Regions from separate parts of the Mus musculus genome. Here region 1 is linked to region 2. A link is a contact called in public Hi-C data. All regions are on one chromosome and are shown on one strand. The core of a region is the stretch at or near the end of the contact, and the rest is flanking DNA. Distances in the headings are between cores, read along the strand shown. Region 1 overlaps Gm20125 (predicted gene, 20125). Region 2 has its middle 550 kb from the start of Gm20125.

The links. Hi-C and Micro-C count contacts between places; a contact is called where the count stands out from the background.
Region 1: a Hi-C map of the C2C12 cell line shows a contact between it and region 2, with 2.8 times the contacts expected there. The contact joins two enhancer-like sites.

Annotation. Positions count from the first base shown.
Region 1 is chr10:17,036,327-17,043,169 of GRCm38.p6, reverse strand. All of the region lies in intron 1 of Gm20125 (predicted gene, 20125), which reads left to right. Among named protein-coding and RNA genes, the nearest start is that of Gm20125, 56 kb to the left of the region's middle. Within about 2 kb of position 4,614, at least 26 of the 459 cell types and tissues checked have an H3K27ac peak or open chromatin away from gene starts, as enhancers often do. A contact at or near this core is called in the C2C12 cell line, where this site is marked.
Region 2 is chr10:16,542,829-16,549,847 of GRCm38.p6, reverse strand. No RefSeq gene overlaps it. Among named protein-coding and RNA genes, the nearest start is that of Gm20125, 550 kb to the left of the region's middle. Within about 2 kb of position 4,162, at least 82 of the 459 cell types and tissues checked have an H3K27ac peak or open chromatin away from gene starts, as enhancers often do. A contact at or near this core is called in the C2C12 cell line, where this site is marked.

The DNA.
Region 1 (6,843 bases), core at 3,365-5,864, 490 kb before region 2:
GGAAAGAGGCACAGTGAGTCATACACAGGGGACCAGGAGAAAATGGAAGCAATGAGATGTGAGTGGTCTGACTTTTGAATTTCCTTTCCTCAACCTCTCCTTTCCCTGGGAAAGGGAGAGTTCCTGCTGGCTGCACCAGCCAAGCAGCCTCATGCTGAAAGAAGGCACTGTTGGAGCATGGCTTCCTCTCTCTGTTTCCATGAAAGTGATGCACTTGGCTCAACTCTGCTATGGAAGAAAATAGAAGATTTCCTTTTCCTATCCACTCATCCTAACTCTTATCTGAAGGAACCTGCTAGAAAAAAAAGATCACGGAAATAGCTAGCTGTCCTGAAATATGTCCTCCCTTCTCCTCCTTCCCCTCGCCCTTCCTCCTCCTTCTCCTCCTTCTTTTTCAGTTCCTAAATTCTGAAACTTACCTAGGCATCATTGTATTATTTACCATTCTTCATGACTGTTTATTGTAGGCTTAGATTTCTTTCAAAACCGACTTTATTTAGGGGTCTTAATCACTTCAACCTTCCTTCTAACTCACCAACCAGAGGTAGGGAAGAAAGACGGTCAATAGGAAAACAGGGCTGTGGACCTATTTAGAAGTAGTTCATTGGGGTGATTCTACTCGCCATTGCCAGGATACCAGCAGTCCTGTTCAGTGGCAAACACCAAACATGAATCAGTAGCAGTGGCACGATCCTGCAGAAACAGCAAGGCTTCACCAAAGACCAGTAGAGACCAGTGAAGCTTTGCACAGTGTAGCAAAGGAAGAGTTCTCTCACTGTTTGTGGGGTTCTATTTATATTCTTTCTAAACATCACATGCCCTCTGAAGTGTCTGTTTTCAGCAAGATATTGCATGCCCTCCCACAAGACAGCTTCCAGAAAAGCATCATGTGACACAACTGAGTTATTACAGAAACCCAAATTTCCAGTTTAGTTTCCTCAGTCTTCCCTGAAGTTGTATTTAGTTACAGCATATTCCTGAGCTACTAGATTTAAGCAGAAGAAATGTGTGTAAATTCTCTGGGTCAAAATGAAAAGTTTCCAACTTTGTTGTCTCTTTTCTTGACCAATTAATACAAAAGATTTGTAGTTAGAACTGAGAGTGTTAGTTTGGGCCAGGTGCTGGAAGCACTGGATAAACATGGCAGAGAAGCTAGCAGAGTCCTGGTTCCCTTATAGACATGAAATAAATCTCTTTCCCTAAACTTGGAAAAGAGTAAAGATTAAAATCTCATTTACTATTGTAAACTCTCTTACACTATTGTGATATGTCTCTATTATAGCCAGGACTCTGAGAAATTCCTCAGTTACAAAAAAAGAATCCAAACCTTCATGCTCCCCGGAATAACCTACAGCTCATTATAAAACGTTGATTCTTAGTCAACATGAGTGATAAAGTGTATGTATCACTATATTAATCTATAATGATATGGTGCTAGCAGTTTGGCCAAACATTTGTCTAGGTGTTGCTATTAGGATCTTTTATAGTACTTAAAACACACCATGAGTTGAATTTAAGTAAAAAAATTATGATCATTATTACAGATGTACTTTATCTAATCATTTGAGTGTCTTATGAACAAAAAAGCAGCAATATACTTCAACAAAACAACAAACAACAACAACAAAAACCAAGACTTTCAGAGAAAAATAATTCTATTTCAATGCCAAAACCTGGGAACTCTGCTGGGTTTCGAGTTCACTAATCTTCCCTATGAGCAAGAAAGTTGTCAGCTAATTATCTTAAATAAATATTTCCCCATTTATATGGAAACACACCAGCACAGACACACCACAAATATATTGCTGGGTGGTTCTGATTCTTTGAAAACTGAGAGAAATGGTGGGAGGAGCGAATAAGCTTTGGGAGTTTGTGTTTCCAATCAGTTCTTGGTGCTGCTGGCCTGAATCCCGTGCTTTGTATGTGACGATCACAAAGCCTGACTTTTAGGAACTACATTTTTCAGTTTAGACTTGGATATAAAATTGCTGTGAAACCTTAAGAATGGCGTGAAGTCTGTAGATTAATTTTCTCATTTATGATGTGCAAATGTTGGATATCTATGGTCATCCCAGCTCTTCCTCTCACAGCTGTAACTCTGTGATACTCTTATTCCTACCTCAGTGCCCTAGGATTGGAGGGCAATGTGAGGTAGGGCTAGTGAAGCTACAATTCATGGTGTGTAGTCCTGTTGGTAGCTATTCTCTGGTTTACTATGTTTATCTCTAGCTTGATTTTGTAAGTTGTGTAGATAGCTATTGATGCCCTGTTTCCTGAAATCTGAAATCTAAGTAAAATAATCAATCCTATGACCTTTTAGGCATTGTGGTTTTAATAAGAAATGTCTCCAACAGGCCCACATATTGTGAACATATGGCTTTCAGTTGGTGGTACTGTTTGGGTGTATTATGGAACATTTAGGATGTATATATACCCTTGCTGGATGGGAGATATCACTGGGGTGTGTTGCAACACCGACTCTGTGTGTTTATAGCCTTACCACATTTCCGGTTTTCTCTCTCTATTTTGTTTTTGTGGATTAATATCCTCCCTCTCAGCTTTCGGGCTGCCATGTTTCCCATATCATTACTAACTCTTTCTCTGGAGCCATAAGCCATTATAAATCCCATCTTCCATATGTTACTTTTGGTCATGGCAGTTTATCATAGCAGGAGAAGAGTAACAACCACAGGCTTGGATGAGAAAACACCTAAGAAGTTGATTTTCTGATTTCCTGTTTCCTTGTAAGGGACAGACCAGGTCTAGTGATGTGAAATAGCCTCCTTATGTCTCTGCCTTACTATCCACACACATGCATTATAATGATTGTAAAATAATCTTTTATTATAGTGAAATACATTCACATATTTACATCCAAAAACCTGGATCCTGTACCTTAGTTATTCCATTAAGTCCTTAGGAAAAACCTGAAATTGTAATGTGTTAAGGTTGTGCTTCTATTTAAATGCCTGTGTGCCCAGGAAATGAAAATGTGCTGTCAGGTGCAGGAATTCATTCTGCCAATGTGATCAGCTCTTATCTTCTGGACTTGCTTTCTAAAATTTCTTCCATAACTGAAAGGTGTAATATTTTTAGAATGTTCCTTTTTATTTATATTTAAGTGTGTGCCTCAGTGTTCGAGTGCCAGTATGTGGCATCAGATTCCCTAGATCTGGAGTTACAGAGAGCTGTGAGATGCCAGACATGTGTGCTAGGAAGTAGTTTCAGGTCTTGCTCTAATCTACTAAGCTATTTCTCCCAACTATGCAATATTTTATAATAATGCAAATGTTTCTCTTTATAGTACAAAAACAATAAATCTTCAGGTAGGCAAGTTTAAATGTACAAAGGGATCAAACAGCAACACAGGTGATCTTGATATAGGGATCCTTATTCTGTTCCTTTCCCACTGGGCTACTGTTCTATTTTAATACAGTAAAATGATGGGTTTAGTCTTGAGGAGATGCTAATATATTATTTACTGGCGATTCTTTGGCTAGGCTTATATGAAAAAAGCAGAGAAAGTATGACACTCTGGGTACACGCATCTGCTGCTTTGAAATATACCAGAGGTAACTAGAGTCCCTGTCTTTACCTGAAGCCCCTAGGAAGCTTTTATTCATGTCAGTGGGACTGTATGTTCACATACGTGTATTTGTTCATGTATGATGTATGCATATTTCTGACTCTGAGTCTGTGTACATTGGAAGTTGAGGCTAGGGAATAGGAGGAGAGGACAATTCTTCAGGGATTATGCATTTGAGTGCATCCTGACCTTTGAGTCATGGCTTTATTTTCTCAGAGTCAAACACTATTTTGTCTAATATCTCACCCTTAAGGAAACTGCCTTAAAGGGGTTCTTGGAATAGATGCCCTTTCATGTCTAAAAGGCAGGGTTGTTGGGGTCACAGGCTAGGTACAAAGTAGGAGGGATAGAGGACACAATCTTTGAAACTATGGGAACTGAGTTGAAGAAATTTTCTTCCCCACATTTGTGAGTATGGGTAGAAGAAACTCATGAAAGGGAGAAATGAGTGTTATCTGTTGTGCAGAACTTTGCACTTTTCACAAGTTTATTCATTTATTTTAATTTTTCCAGAAGGAGATATAAGAGAGAAACTGTGAAAGCTCTAAAGTCAGTTGTTCCTCATCACTCACCATATCAATAGAGCTGTGTGTGCTTTAGCCAGGGCACATCTACTTTTCCTGAACCATTAGTCATTTTTCAGAATTTCTGATAACTTTCTGTTCTCTGAAACACAAGTAGTATCTTTCATCACATGACAGAAAGCATGTCAGTGGTTTGGTTTGTGGTTGAGTATTTGGCTTCTACGATTATCTTGAAATTCAGTTTTACAAAGTTCAGAGCTGAATGGCAACCAAAGAACACAAGCTCGTCACGTTTGTACTTTCTGTGTTTCTCCTGGCATCGTTTTTTTTTTTTTTTTTTTTTTTTTGGATCCTGAGGGATAGCAACTGGAACCAGACCTAGAGCACTCAGGCTTAGCTAAAAACTGCAGGTTCTTGCAGTTAGCTGTGTTGTTTCAGAGTGCTCCGACTTTCATCAACTGATTTGCATGAGGAATTAGCTTCATGTGGTTGCAGACTTGATATTCTTCCGCGTGTGCCTGCTTCACTCCCATAAGAGTGTTCCTCCACTTGTGTGCCTGCTTCACTCCCATAAGAGTGTTCCTCCACTTGAAACGTGGGATCAGCTGCATCTCTCTGGCCCGCTATCGAACCCTGACAACATAATGGGCTTATTCTGTAGTTAATTCACAATGTCTGGTTTGTCTCCAGCAGTTTACCAGATGGATCTCTAGGCATTCTCCTCTCAACGTCTTTATTAAATATTTATAGGGCCAGATTGCAAATGGTCCTAGCTTTGCCCCTGGAGGTATGTAGAGGGATCTCTGGACCAAAAAGGATGATGTTGGCCAGTTGACGGGAGGGAGACAAAACATTTTCTTCAAAAATTTGCAAGAAACTCACTGAATCACTGCCTTACTCATGGGAGTGAGGTCATAGGCATACTGGCAGCTTTCCTCATTGTAAACAGGATGTTACCTTGCAAACAGGAAGCTGTTAACACGAGATGATAAACATGTCTGTTATCATCATAAGTAAACCTGAGCATTTGGTGGCCAGTTTCTTACTCCATGAGGAATGAGTACTAGTGAGTTTTGCTTAAGTAATAAATCACTGTATAAGAAGATTTGTCAGAAGAAAATGGTGGGAAGCTCTTGAAAAGCAAATCTGGGAATCAACTAGTCAAAATACTACTCAAGGGCCATGGAGACGAGGGCACTCAAATAAAATGCCCAAATTATTCACCTGTCTACTAAGTTGAAGTGTGAAGAACTTGAGAAGTTGCTAGGAAGGCTCACTTAGACTCAGAAGAGCCCTGATGTCATCAGAGATGGGCAACCCCTGAAGAGGTCTTTAGTTATAAGTAATAAGGATGCTCTTTGGCCTGTGGTCCTGGAAAGGAGATTTGCATCCCACGATCGGATGGATGTAATGCTTCTGCAGTAGATGAGGAGACCCCAACACACCCTGCAATTGAGCTGGATAGCCTTAGCTGTTCATGTTTTTTTTTTTTTTTTGTCTTTGGGCAGTCCCCTTTGAAACTGTCCCAAAGATGTGAATCCTCATCCAGGAAAATTTTATTGTGCCAGTTTATAACCACATTCTTAGCATTAGCACCACAAGATAAATTATAAACCCTAGCCTTTCAAGGTATTTATTTCAGTGGTTCCAGGAAATCTTTCAAAAATTCTTATTTAACATTTTAAATGATTGTACTAATTTGGCAGCGCATGAAAACACAGAGTGGCCCTTTCATTTGGGTAATTCCCTGAATTAAGCCAAGTTATGACACCAAATGCACTCTGTGGAAAAGAATGTTTATTCTTGCAAATGCTGAACTTGATGCTCCCACTTGAGCCAAGAAAATTCCAAGCTGTTCTTCGGTACCACGAAGAATCTCTGTTTCTAGTTCTGTTGAAGTAATTGCTTTTCACCAGTCTTCTGAGGGAACCATATTAAGAAATGTAGAAATGTTAGGAAAGAAATAGATGCTTGATTTGGCCTTGTGTTTGAGAGAGTCATGATGGTGCCAGAGAGGAGTAGAATTATAAAAGAACAACTTAAGAGAGGTTCCTTAGAAAACTGGGTATGATGTGGCCAAAGGCAAATACATAGGTCAGGACAGACTGTGACTAGAGAAGGCTATAGTCCCAGTTTTCTTTCAGGCCTTTGTTTAAAAAAAAAATACACACTAGGGAATTTTCTAATAGATGCTATTCCTTTTTATATCCAAAATTATAAAACTGTTGGAAAAATGATAACTGTAGATGCTCAAGGAGAATAAGACCAGGATGCATTGATGCTCTCAAGAGAGCTAAGTTTTGTGATTAACAGAAGGTAGAAATAATTAGTGGTTGCTGTTAATGATGTATAATGATCTCTGGAAATATTCGTCTATTTTGGATATGGTAGCTATATCTTAGCACTAGTGTATTGTGGGTAACAAACAGGTATTAACTTTGGCTCCTACTGCAGAAATGACTCAAGCAGTTGAATGTATAGGATCAAGCATCTCATTCAAACTCACAAAGAGAAAATGCTATGCTTCAGGGAAAGGTGGCCAGGTACCATATCTTTGTTGACAACACATATTTCAAAGGTAAAAATCTAAGGTCCTTCCAAGTGTATGTGTAGGATTTCAGAGTTTCTTCACTTTAGGTGCTATAAAGAAAGGTAAATGTTTTACATACGAAATGTGCTACCTGTTGCCTTCAACACACATCTGCCATAGTTAACACATATATGAATGTGACC
Region 2 (7,019 bases), core at 2,913-5,412:
GATTTTTTGGTGGTAACACTTTAAATCTTTCCTTTTGCAAATTTCAAGTGTGCAAACTTGTTATGAATCAAAATCACCATGCTGTCCATTTGGTCTCTGGTACGAGTTAATCTCATAATTGAAGATTTGATCAGTGTCTCATTTTCTTTCCCTACCAGACCCTGTTACCCACTTTTCTGCTCTTTGTTTCTGTGGCTTCTATAATTTTATAGTCTAAATACAGGTATGTTCATGATGGTTTGAAAATATGCTTTCATACATATAAACAAAGTTTCTGTTTTGTTCTAGAAGCTCAAATTTTACTGTTGTATTTTTTATTAGATATTTTCTTTATTTACAGTTCAAATGTTATCTCCTGTGATGGCTTGTATATTCTTGGACCAGGGAGTGGCACCATTTGGAGGTGTGGCCTTGTTGGAATAGATGTGACCTGGTTGAAGTAGGTGTGTCACTGTGGGTGTGGGCTTAAGATCCTCACCCTAGTTGCCTGGAAGTCAATTTTCTACTAGTAGCCTTTGGATGAAGACATAGAACTCTCAGCTTTTGCCTGTGCCATGCCTGCCTGGATGCTGCCATACTCTCACCTTAACGATAATGGACTGAACCTCTGAACCTGTAAGCCAGTCCCGATTAAATGTTGTTTTTTATAAGACTTGCCTTGGTCATGGTGTCTGTTCACAGTAGTAAACACTAACTAATACATCTCCTTTCCTGGTCTCCCCTTCGTAAATCCCCTATCCCATCCTCCCTTTCCCTGCTTCTATGATGGTGCTCTCCCACCCACCCATCCAATCCTGACTCCCTGCTCTGGTATTCCCCTACACTGGGGCATAGAGCCATCCCAGGATCAAGGGCCTCTCCTTCGTTATGACTGGGTTACCTCATTCAGGATGATATTTTCTAATTCCATTCATATGCCTAAGAATTTTATGAAGTCATTGTTTTTAATAGCTGAGTAGTACTCCGTTGTGTAAAAGTACCACATTTTCTGTATCTATTCCTTTGTTGAAGGACATCTGGGTTCTTTCCAGCTTCTGGCTATTATATATAATGCTGATATAAACATAGTGAAGCATGTGTCCTTGTTATATATTGGAACATCTTTTGGGTATATGTGCAGGAGTGGTATAGCTGGGTACTCAGGTATTACATTTTCTGAAAAACTGCCAGACTGATTTCCAGAGTGGTGGTACAAGCTTGCAATCCCACCAGCAGTCTAGGAGTGTTCCTCTTTCTCCACATCCTCAACAGCATCTGCTGTCACCTGAGTTTTTGATCTTAGCCATTCTGACTGGTGTGAGGTGGAATCTCAGGGTTGTTTTGATTTGCATTTCCCTGATGACTAAGGATGTTGAACATTTCTTTAGGTGCTTCTCGGCCATTCAATATTCCTCAGTTGAGAATTCTTTGTTTAGCTCTGTATAATTTTTAAATAGGGTTACTTGATTCTTTCCCGTCTAACTTCTTGAGTTCTTTGTATATATTGGATATTAGCCATCTATCAGATGTCAGGTTGGTAAAGATCTTTTTCCAATCTGTTAGTTGCCATTTTGTCCTGATGTTTACTTGATATTATGGACATGACACCAGAAATAAACATTGACCGTAGAAACCACATCCCTCATTTCCATTTTATAATAAGAAGTGCTCACATGGCCATATGACAATTTATTAAGTGTTTCCAATTTTATTTCCTTAGAAACATCCTTCAGATTGTTATGTACTGTTTCTTTTATGTAAAGTGGGTTCATTTATTTTCTTTACAACCATTATACACAATGGAATTATACTGATCTTATTCATTTGTATGATGATTGATCATACAAATGATCATTTTAATTTATGAAATCTAAACTCAACCATGAGCTTATGTTTTAAGTAAGCATCATGAAAAAGTAAAAACTAAATAAATGAATAATTTTACCAGTGATCATTCAATGGCTATACTCTATCTGGTTATAACAGTAAGAGAAAAGAAATACTAAATATCTAAATATTTTCTTCTTTGTCTTTTTAAAAATTAGACATTTGGAAACTAGTCTTCATAATTTCACTAAAGAACAAACATTACATTGTGTATGTGTGTGTCTTTGTGTAAACTTTTATGTCATTCATTATTCCCCTAGAAAATATTTTCTAAAATGTTTTAATAATTGATAACCTTTTATAAATTTATTATTTGAAGCTTTTCTTCTCCTATACATTCTGTGGTCCATTAATATCTATCGTAACTCAGTTATTGAAAATTGTTTGGAGATCATGTGATATTATATTAGACCATGCGCCCTTGACAGAGAGTGGACACACATACAAGAAGGAATATTGTAGTTGGATTATCTTTCATTATTATGATGGCTCTGAAATCGTACCATATATGTCTTATTAGCTGCAGAACATGGGGTGCTAGAAGTGTAACTTAGTGGAAGTCTGACCACTAAGGCCAGAGGAACATATAAGTAGAACCAATAAATTCTCAGTTTAAAGTTGCAGACTGACGACAACCTAGAACCTCACTGAAGCACATCCTAGATTCTCACCCTTCAGAAAGCAGACAGTTCTAGTGTCCAAGAACAAAAGGAGGAAGTCTATGAATTATGCATGAGAGCAAAGAATTATTGTGTATGACTCCTGCATTTCTTTACCATTCCCAGTTCCCTAGCTGGCCAGATATTGACTGTATGTGTTGAGTGGTGGTCTTCACACAACACTGTCTTGACACTCTTGCAGATGATACACCCAAGGTAATATTTCAACAGTTTCTAGCTAGTTCATCTAGCCAAGTCAACAACTAAAGTTTATCTTTACAAAATTTATAGAGTTTTATACCTATTATTATTGTTTCCTTAAACGGATATTTTAAAATATAAACATAACAAAGACAAAAAGCAAATCGTGTTCATATTAGAAAATCATCCTTCTCTCATTTTATATACAAACACATCCTGTTTTTAGAAATACATTTTGATAATTTTTAATGACACACGCCAAAATATTGGGATGTGCATGTGTGTGTGTATGTGTGTGTAGGTGTGTGTGGGTGGGTGAGAGAGAGAGAGAGAGAGAGGGAACCCTGGATTTATTTGCTTCTTTTTAAAATTTCTTATTCATTTGGCATGATTTTTATGTGTTAACATATATAACAAAACCATGAATGTCTTTCACTTTAGTTACACTAGAAAAATTCTCAAATGTTGGAAATAATTGATTTTTTGAAAACCCACAAACTTTAAATAGCTTTAGACATATTTTCTAAGAATTCACCATTTTCTTTCACATGCTAATAGATGTTAAATTAACTACTCTTTGAGCTTAAGAATGCTTCATTGACATAAATGCAGTTATAGCATATTTTGCAGATCCTTGCAGAGAATCCGCCAAGTCATATCACACTGACCCTTATCACTACCTTCATCAGGTATATCTCAAACCTTTTAGCTACAGAGTCTATTTTTGGTATTGAAAAAGCAGTTTGGTCACAAGCCCTAGTGGGATGACTGAAGGCTTTGGTAATGGGCCATAAAATCTTTCCCATCTAGGTCAGTGAGGGTTTTAAGACTGTCACTGAGGTAGGAGAAAAAAATAGTGATTCCTGCCATACAAAAACTGTCAAATTATATGAAATGAGAATATGGTCTCAATTCCAGGAGACATATTTTCCATCTTGTTCTTAACTTAAGATGGCCCAACACACACACACACACACACACACACACACACTCATTCCTCAGAAACACATTTCAATTCTTCCTAGGCTCTTTTAGAGTCTATTTCTAGTATAAGTCATCTCCTCTGAAGTCAGAATGTAGAAAAAAATATTTTGATTAATTTGCTCAGTCTTCAAACAATTTTCTTTACAGAATTCAGCTGAACATTTTACCTAGTAGAATCATGCAAGATCTAATTTGTATCCTATTGTAAAGTTTAGTAATTTTTAAAAAAAATACAAACTATTTTTTTACTCTAAACTATATATCCCCAAATACCTTATAATAATCTTGAAGAAACAACATTTTCTCTAAATGATTCCACCAAATCAAAACAGAACAAGCACTTAGTTTGATCAGCAAAGAATGTTGAAATTTACTTAAGTAGTAAAGAATGTGGCTGTCTGACTTTGGTATTATATTACACCTCATGGTTCAGGCATGTTGTTTGCCTTAAATGGTTTCACAAGCAGGAGGCTGACCCAGAGCAGATTCTCTGAGGCTGCAGCGAGAGCAGCTAAACAGCAGACTTAATGAGGTTGGAATTTCACACAGTGTCTTATTCAGGGAATTGAGGATGCCAGGGAGAGCAGTCCTGGTAAATTGCAGTTGCCTGGGGCTTTGCAATACCAAACAGAACCTTTCTCCACAAATAGTTTCTAGAAGTTCAAAAATAGTTGTCTATTATATTTAGGTTAAAAACCCAAACATGTGTCAAAGAGAGGATTCATGCATTCCCACTGTTAACACTGAACTATGGAGTTCTGTTTACATATCTCAAGTCAGGAAGGATCCTCAGTATGTCCTAATAGTCTTAGACAAGCTAGATGTAAATCCTTTCCCCAACAGTTTGTGTCTTTAAAAGCATCTACCAACCTATAAGGCACTTCTTGCTTATGCGACCTTCTTGGTAATAATAAATGCTTTACAAACGGTCCTTAAGGAAGATTAAATACTTGGTAGAGAATCGTGATGAGAATAGATATAGAAACTGGAAAGGTGGTTAGTTTTTATGTTGGTACACTAAAGGAGAACAGTTTCGACTTTTGACCCTTATCCTTGGCTAGAAGCCAGAAACCACTGGTCCTCTTGACAAGTCTGTCCTTGCTAAAGGCCTGGGATATAAAAAGGGTGGTCGTGTTTGTTAATTCCCTTGCCTTAAAAGAGAATCCAGAGAACCCTGACTAGAAAAAGCATGTGATAACATACCCAGAGCTGAAGGCACTCATATACCTAGTGGCCAACCAGATGGAACAGAGCATCCCAAAATCCATGCTACCCTAGGTCTACAGTAAGTCATTTATATGAAACACTCTGAGATTATTCTTTGCCCCTGTCCCATTTCTGAGGACCCACCCATTCTCTGCAGGGGTTCTGGCTTTTCTTCTCCTAACATTCCATCTGAAATCCTATAAATCACACTTCGTCCTCAAAGTCAGCGTTCTGGAATCTGTGAATTTTGCTCTATGATGACCAAAATGGCGTCAGTGACTTTTGATTTTCTGGCAGCCTGCCCCTGAGCTACAGCTAGTCTGAGACTAAACTGCTTCTTATTCTCTAGGATAAATCACTTTTCAGAATAGGCTGCATAATGAATGTTGAATGTATTAACTGAAGTTTCCAGAAAAAAACAAAAAAGAGAGAAAAAGAATAAAGCATTCACATTCTATAATTCTGATTAAGCGATTAGAACTTCACTGATTGTGGAGACTTGGCAGATTTCCAGGTCCTAAGACAAACTATCTTAGGGTATTTTCTTTAGTTTTTTTGAGTAGTGATCAAGGGTTTACCTTTGGTATGACCTAAAATTCTTGTGACTATTGGGTAAATAGTTTGGGATCCTAGCTTCTCCAAACCCAAAGACTAAGAATGCCTCCAAAAGCACCTGGGACTTTTAACAAATATATTCCAACTTTGCTTTAACCCCCACTTTTTTACATTTTTTAAAGTGTGTTGTTTAAGTCTTTATTCGTGTTATTACTATAGAAAACTCAAGAGGCTGTTACAACACAGAAAATAGACTTGTATGTAACCTGAATCTTTTTTTTTCTCTTTGTCTCAGGTCATGGTCCATTCATATTTGTTTTCAGAAAGAACATTTTGTTTTTCTCTTTGAGGTGAGATTTGATTTGTTTTGTTTTTTAGTTATTAAATGACAATGACTGTAACATATTCATATACATTTTGTTACACCGAGAAGTAAAATGATCAACCATTTTCATTCTGCCTGGTTTATCGGAAGTATTAAGATATGCATTCAACGGAGCCTATTTTATAAAATTAAGGACTAATTTAGAGAAAAGCAAGCATACTAGAATAGGACAAATCAATCACAAAAACAAACAAACAATTCAAAGACAAACAACTAAAGAGAAAGTTCAAGTCACACACCCAGCTGCAGAGAAACACTCATTTAAACACACAAAAATCCCAGAAAAACATATACCTGGACGAAAAGCTATAACACATACGACAATAGACCAGTGCATTTAAAGATAAAAAACCTCAAGACAAAAAAATGCCATTTAGTTTGTTTTGTGTTGGACATCTACCAATAGCTATTGTCTTAAATCAATATTTCTATGTATTTTTTTCATCAAACAGTTCAGACTACTATTTTTGTAATGAATGGATCTATTATTGAGGTTATTTAATCTACTAGAGAAGATTTTTTTCCTAAATATGCAGATTTATATGTTTATAAAGAACAAAGCAATAAATAAATGTTTATTCTTTATTATAAGTTCTCAACTCAGATACATGGAAAATAGGTGCTCATGGGAGTGACAGAAATCTTCTTTTAATGATCTCATTACTGCCATCCCCCCATGTCCTAATAATGCATTGATCTTGATAAAATACACAATTAAAACCATGAAATTTCCTAAGATAAATAAACTACTTAAAATGGTTTATATTCACATATGTAATTAAACTTTTTATTGAATGTTATTTTCAAACTCCTATCTATAAAATGCATCAGGAGGAGAAAAAATAAAATATAAATTTATATATTAATGGGACTGCCTACTTTAACATTTATTATAATTGAAGTAACACTCGGGTAGTATATTTTCAAATTATGATGACCAAAATTACATATGAAGAACAACAAAATAACGTGCTGCATTCAAAGTTGTAGTCAAGCCTTATATAGTCAAACAGGATCTTAAAATATGTATAAATTATAGGAAATAGCTATCTTATCTTGAGTTATTATGGATTAAATTATATCCTACTTCCTGCTAGCAAATTACATTTTAATGATAGATTCCTTGCTGGTTATTTTTCAGTAGCATAGCCTTTTCTTCTTGT